Linked DNA regions of Mus musculus: region 2 is linked to region 1. Evidence: chromatin contacts called from public capture Hi-C data. All regions are on one chromosome and are shown on one strand. The core of a region is the stretch at or near the end of the contact, and the rest is flanking DNA. Distances in the headings are between cores, read along the strand shown. Region 1 has its middle 23 kb from the start of 1700065J11Rik. Region 2 overlaps Creb3l2 (cAMP responsive element binding protein 3-like 2).

Evidence for each region. Capture Hi-C pulls out chosen DNA fragments and counts their contacts.
Region 2: a capture Hi-C map of embryonic stem cells shows a contact between it and region 1, with 2.9 times the contacts expected there. The contact joins two enhancer-like sites. A contact is called at or near these places in 2 of 115 datasets of contacts at active chromatin or transcription factors (embryonic stem cells and extraembryonic endoderm stem cells) and 1 of 9 other capture datasets (embryonic stem cells).

What each region holds. Positions count from the first base shown.
Region 1 is chr6:35,352,299-35,355,623 of GRCm38.p6, reverse strand. No RefSeq gene overlaps it. Among named protein-coding and RNA genes, the nearest start is that of 1700065J11Rik, 23 kb to the right of the region's middle. Within about 2 kb of position 1,968, at least 46 of the 459 cell types and tissues checked have an H3K27ac peak or open chromatin away from gene starts, as enhancers often do. A contact at or near this core is called in embryonic stem cells, where this site is marked.
Region 2 is chr6:37,335,401-37,338,510 of GRCm38.p6, reverse strand. It overlaps Creb3l2 (cAMP responsive element binding protein 3-like 2), which reads left to right. Exons shown (of 12, transcript NM_178661.4): 9 at 2,197-2,296; 10 at 2,557-2,683. Among named protein-coding and RNA genes, the nearest start is that of Dgki, 37 kb to the right of the region's middle. Within about 2 kb of position 1,495, at least 68 of the 459 cell types and tissues checked have an H3K27ac peak or open chromatin away from gene starts, as enhancers often do. A contact at or near this core is called in embryonic stem cells, where this site is marked.

The sequences.
Region 1 (3,325 bases), core at 719-3,218:
ACCCTTTCCTTCCCAACTTGCTTTTTGGTCATGATGCTTCATCGAAACAATAGAAGCCCTAACTGAGACACATCACACCAGATTGTATGTGGTTCTGGGAATGAATCCAGGCCATTTTAAATACTAGGCAAACACTCTGGCAACTGAGCAGCACCTACCAACCTTAATTTTTTTTTCTTTTTTTAAGCCAGGAGGCAGAGTGGCCTTCGACTTGAGATCTTCCTGCTTCAGCGTCCCAGGTGCTGGGATTACAAGCATTGCCAAAAGCTATCATCATATCTGACTCTTGAATATTTTTCTAATGTCCAAGCTTCTAAGACAATTCTATAAAGCAGAATGTCTCTTGGATGTGAGGGAGGGTTGAATAAAAGGAAGGGTGGCTGGGTAGGAGAAGGGTCTCACTGGAGAGCCAAGCTGTCTAAAATGACCTAGCCTGGACCTGAGATGCCACAGTGCATGGAGTTAGAGGTTACCAATCGCTTCCCTGTGTAAATGACTTTTATTATTATTATTATTACATTGGTACACGAGAGCGCAAAGGGGCTTTTATGAAACAGCTTTTCAGAACCCGTGAAATAACAAAAGGCCTGGTTTCCATCTCAGGGCTTTTAAGCAGTCACATCAAATAGAAACCCAGCAGGCCCCAGGGCCACTGCTGCTTCTAATTAAGACCCCAAGGTAAGGCAGCCCATTAGGGGGCCCAGGGCCAGCAAAACATAAATCCCAGCCCTGCCTCTAACAGCAGAAGGCTGATTTGAGCTCACTATGCTGCGTTTGTTCTCAGCTTGCATTAAAAGTAGCAGGCTGCACCTGCCTTCCAGACACCCTGCAAGCAAGTTCATTCCGACACTGATTCTCTTGTTCAAACAACCCAAAGTGTGCCAAACAGATGTTAAACGGAGGAGGAACGCGGAGTGAGACAGGTTTTGACACATCCTTATGTGTATGGGGGCGGGGGGGTGTTTTTGTGTCTGTGTGTGACTGAGGGTTGTGGTCCATACACACGGTTATTCTTTCTTTCCCTTTCAAAACTATAACCCACCTACCCACCACACAAGTATCAGCTCAACCGCTGGGGGCGGGGGGGGGGGGGAGCACGGCGTGGGGAGTAAAAAGAGGACCCTGTTTTTTGCTGCAGGAGACTAGTTCTCGAACCGCCTTGATTATTAGGGCCACCTAGAAGGCTTGGGAAAGTGCAGGGTTCCACCCCCCGGGTTTTAGATTCAGTAGAATTGGGCTGGAGTCCCCAGAATCATCATTTGTGTTCATTCATCAGGTGGTGCTGATGCCACAAGTTTAGGGACCATGACTGGAAAATGACAGCTGTAAGCCAACAAAGCAATAGCAAAAGGGGGCAAAGAAACACGCGTGCGCTCAGCCCCCACCGACCTGGCTTTGTTGATTTTTTTGAGACACAGCTGGCAGGCAAAAGAAGCAGCTGTGTTTTGAATGGAGACGGATATGTGAGCTGGCAAGCCCACAGCAGGCAGAGAAGTTTTCAGAATGATAACCAAGCGTGTAACAACCTAGGCAAAGTGGGATCGACCTCTGCTCTCAAGGGGACTGTGAGTCTGGGCCCCCTCTGCCCTTATGGAGACTCAGCATAGGGCTTCTGCTCCTCATGGCTTCCGGGGCAGAGAAGCTGTGCTACCGGACAAGGCCAACTTTCATCTCCCCTGTAGAAAAACCAGCCATTGAGGGGTGGGGGTGGGGCGCTTCCCCAGCTTGGTTCCAAGTGAGGAATGGTTACAGAGTCAGCACATTCTGGATTTGTTGTTTTGGCCCTAGCTACACCGTATACCTCCAGTTCTGCTCCTAGACACGCATCCCTGACACCCACTTCGTCCTGCCAGAGAAGACCATGTTGTTAATTATGGGAGGATCTGTCCTAAGGACTGGCCAGCAGAGCGAAGGAATTCTACATTCAGTTTTAAATGTGGTTTGTCCCCACCCCACCCCACCCTACTCCACCCAGTCCTCTGTGAGTCTGTAGGCTGTGACAATGACCCAGCCAAACACCCTCGTCTTGGCAAACCTAATATGAGCCTTGGACAAGATCAGCTACATGATTTTCAGAATCCAATACAAAAAAAAAAAAAAGCCCAACCCCCTCTTCAAAACAAAATCGGGGCATTCAAAACATGAAGAGCAAAACATGAAAGTGGGCATTCCTCAGGGCAGGGGGCCCTGTGTGGGCTGATGGTGATGGGGTCGTGCGGGCTCATAGGATCCATGCATGGCTCCCATGCCTTAGCGTTTAGGTAGGATGCTTAGAGCTCTCCCTACACAGAGTGACTGTCCTTCCTGGGTTGGATGGGGGATTCTCCATTGCAGGCCTGCTAGAAGGAATGGGGAGAGGCAAGTCGAAAGGAAAATGTAGGTCCAACCTCAGAGAGCTCTCCCTGGCCATGGGAAAGGCAGACGGACACCAACTCCAGATTCTCGGAGCAGCTTCACCTCTATGATACGAGTGAGCAGACATCTATATGTACAGCTTTAGGCACGGCTCCAACAGGGTTATCCAGGAAAGAGCAATGCAGCCAGCCTGTCATCATGGGCAGGAAAGGAAAAGCAGAAGTTAAAGGGCTTACGCACCTGCTGCATTTCACGGCCAACTTTTAGATGTCTCTGACAGTGTTTAGATCTGCGGGTGGAACCCAGGGCCTCTACTACAGCATGCTGTCACCAACCCCAAGATTCAGAATTATAGTGTGCAAACCAGAGAACTCTAGGTCTCTCCCAGCTGGATGTTTGTGCGTCTAGATTTCTTTCCAGTAAAATTCTAGTGGTCTCTATCCTACCACAAACTATCCTAGAACAAACTTGGTGGCTTAAAAAATTACTCAAATATCTACTGTATTTCACAATTTTGTTTGTAAGGAGTCCAGACAGGACTCAGCTATTGCATTGTTCCATTCCATATAAAAGGTGTTTGACACTGGACAGAATGGTGTAGAGGACCCTCTATGGCTTCCCTCACATGTCTGATTTCTTTTCTTATTTTTAAGACAGGACCTCTCAATATAGCCCTGGCTGTCCTGGAACTCACTCTATAGACCAGGTTGGCTGTGAACTCAGAGATCTGCCTGCCTCTGTTTCCCCAGTACTGGGATTAAAAGCGTGCACCACCACCATCACAGCAACAACCACCACCACCACCTGGCTTTTCCTTTTTTAAAAGACAAGGTTTCTCCACATAGCCCTGATGCCCTGGAATTCACAATGTAGACCAGGCTGGCCTCAAACACACAGAAATCCACTGATTCAGTTTCCTAAATGCTAGGGTTAAAGGAATGGGCCAGCACACCCAGCCAACTGTCTGGTT
Region 2 (3,110 bases), core at 246-2,745, 2.0 Mb before region 1:
CTGGCACAAGAATGCTCAAGGCAGAGTTGGGGCACCCAGTGACAGCATCAGCCAACGCTGGAAGCAGTGAGGTCCCTGCTGTAGTTCAGCAGGCAGCCCAAGACCTTAGGATCGATGCCTTGGAAGAAGTGTTCCTGCCTGTGGGCTTGCTTGTATATAGGTCCCAGGACTTGAGGGAGAACCTCGAGAGGAACTTGGGGCTGGCATTACAGATGACAGTCACATGCTACACACACACATGCTACGGCTGGCAGGATGGCAAGTCTGTAGAATGAGTTCCACTGAGCCATTGGCCAGGCAAGAGCTCACTCAGTATCTGGTGCTGCTGCGGTGGGGGCTGTGTTGGTGGGTAGTGCAGAGGCTTCTGAGGAAGCTTAGGCAGGACAGAGAGGAAATTCTACGACAGAAGAAAGTTCTGCAGCACAGGGACTCTTGGTTATGAACTTTTAAAGTGGAATTTAAAATAAGTGTGCTATCAGCATTTCTTCACCTTGAGCAACATGCAGTGTGCTTTTAAAGCAAATCCTACTTTGATAAATTAATAAGGGTCATGTCTAACCCCATCTGGTCATGCTTTTATATAGCCAAAATGAAAAGTATGATTGAGTACAATAGCCTTCCATAGGAAATATTATCTTGCTATCCTAAAATTATTCCACATGGCAAAAAACACAGAGTGGGTAGGACCACAGGGAGATTTTTTTGAGTTTAGAAAGCCTTCTACCATGTGTGCTGAGGGCTGTTCAAATTCTTTCACCAAGTCTACCTCCACTGATACTGCAGAAAGGAAAACCATCTCAAAGCCAGCCTACCCTTGCTTAAACTAAGAGAATTCATGTCTTTGATACTGGGCAGGACAGAATTACAAACCTCAGAAAAGCTTGCATGTGTTTTCATCATTGGAAAGACATGCCGCGGGTAGGCTGTGATGGCAAGCAAGATGTGAGGAAATCCCAGAATTCTTCTTGCCTGGCTTTCAAACATTCCATCACGGTTCGCTGTTTTCTGAAAATCTTTGATACTCAGACCGTATGTTCTCACAAACCCTTTCCATTTTGTAGTGGATGCCGGCCTTGAGCAGAGCTGATGAGAATGAGGCAGGGGTCCCAGGCTTTATGCTAGTCCCCCTGAGTCCCGGGAGACACTCTAACCTGGGAGGATGTGCTGCCAGACCCCTGCTATGTCTTGCCATTCTTGGTTTAGGATTTGCAAAGATGCTCCCACACAACATCCTGATATTACAGTGTGTATACTGCTGTCCTCATCTCTGAACATCCACAGTTGTCCTAGCTGGGGAGTACCATCCCCCTTTCCCTCTCTCCTCTTCCCTGCTCCCTCCCTTCCTCTGCAGAGTGCTCTGTGTAAACTTGCCGCTCACTGATGGACTGGCCATTTCCAGTCAAGCCACCACCTCTGGCCCCTCCTGCTATTGTTCTCTGCCGGCCTTTGTTTCTCTCCTTCTCTTGTTTTTGTTTTTATAGATCAGTGTCTCTCATCTCTTGGTGAAACGAGCCTCCTTTGTAATTACCACTGCCCTAGTCAGTTCAGACTGCTGTAACACAATACCATAAAAGGACTGGCTTGGAAACAACAGAAATGCATTTCTTGCTGTACTGGAGGCAGAGGCGGCCAAGATCAAGGTGCTGGCAGATTCGGTGTCTGGTAAAGGCTGCCTTCTGGTGCAAAGAAAAAAACGACAGCTCCTAGCTGTGTTCCCATGTAGTGAAGAACTGTACTTTTAGCCCCTTATGTGGGCACTCGTCCTGTTATTAAAACTCTATTCTCAAGGCTACTCACCCCACACCCCCTGCCTATTATCATTATATTGCAGCTTCAGTCTGAACATAGGAACTTGGAGAGAGGGGAGTCATCCAACCAGAGTGTCCTTTTCTTCCCTCATTGGCTGACAGACAAGTTTCTGCCTGTCAGGGTTGATTTGGGGGCTCCTCTCTTGCCCAGAACAGCTGCAGGCTGCAGAGCTGTTGTCAAGGCTGACTCTGAAGCTCCAGGGGGTTCTGCGGTGGCGCTGCCAGCAGGTGTAGTCCAAAGGACACCCGCCCAGGTGTAGTCCTTTTGCCGTGCTTCCAGACCCTGCTCAGTCACAGGTGTGAAGCCGCTATGACTTCTGCGGGAGAGTCGTTCAGAGCAGCTCGCTCTCACGTGCCCCTTCCTGACTTTCACTTATCACCGTGGCAGGACTCTCCTTCAGCAACTTCAGAAGCTTCAGACTTTGGTGATGGGGAAGGTCTCTCGAACCTGCAAGTTAGCTGGCACACAGACTGGCACCTGCCTCATGGTGAGTTTCCCAAAGGGACTTCCTCCCCTGGCAAGCCCCCCATTTCCAGACTCCCCTACCTTGAAAATGCTAACAATGAATGAAGCCAGAGAGACCATACATCCCGTTCCAAGGCTTCCCCTTGTCTCGTCATTTCAAGGACACAAGTGAGGGTGACCTGACCCCTAACAGACTTGTGCTCTTTCTTGTCCCTTGTTCCCAGAGGTCAGCCACCCACAGTCTGAGCTCTACAGCTCCCCGTGTTCTCTCCTTACCTCTAGGTCGTTGTGCTTTGCTTTGCTGTTGCATTTGGAAGCTTCTTTCAAGGCTATGGGCCTTATCCTTCTGCCACCAAGATGGCTCTGCCCAGCCAGCATCCTCTGTCAGAGCCATACACAGCCTCCGTGGGTAAGTCACCACCTTGTTTTTGTTTGCCTGCAGTTGGCTTTCCGAGCTCTCTGCAAGGGATCCCAACCCATGTGTAAGAGTAGAGCATCTCTGTTTGCAGGTGGGGTGTTCTGGGAGTGGCCACTGGACTCCCTGGGTAGCACCAGGAATTCTCAAGAATTCCACAGAGAGTTAACAGAAGTCCCTAGTGCTCCAGATTCCTTCTCTGATAAGCCCTGACACCCCCTTTGGAGTTCTGACTTGGGGTGGGGTGGGGCGATGTGGATCTTGGAAGACCAGAGAGCGAGGAGGACATTTAGCTTGCTCTGATATCTCAGAGTCTCTGACTCCCTGAGGGGAGTTATATGGTGTTGCAGTGAGAGTTTGCAACAAAAATTAAAGAACTCATCTGTCTTGGGCTCAAGACTTTGGATGCTCAGAGATGTTC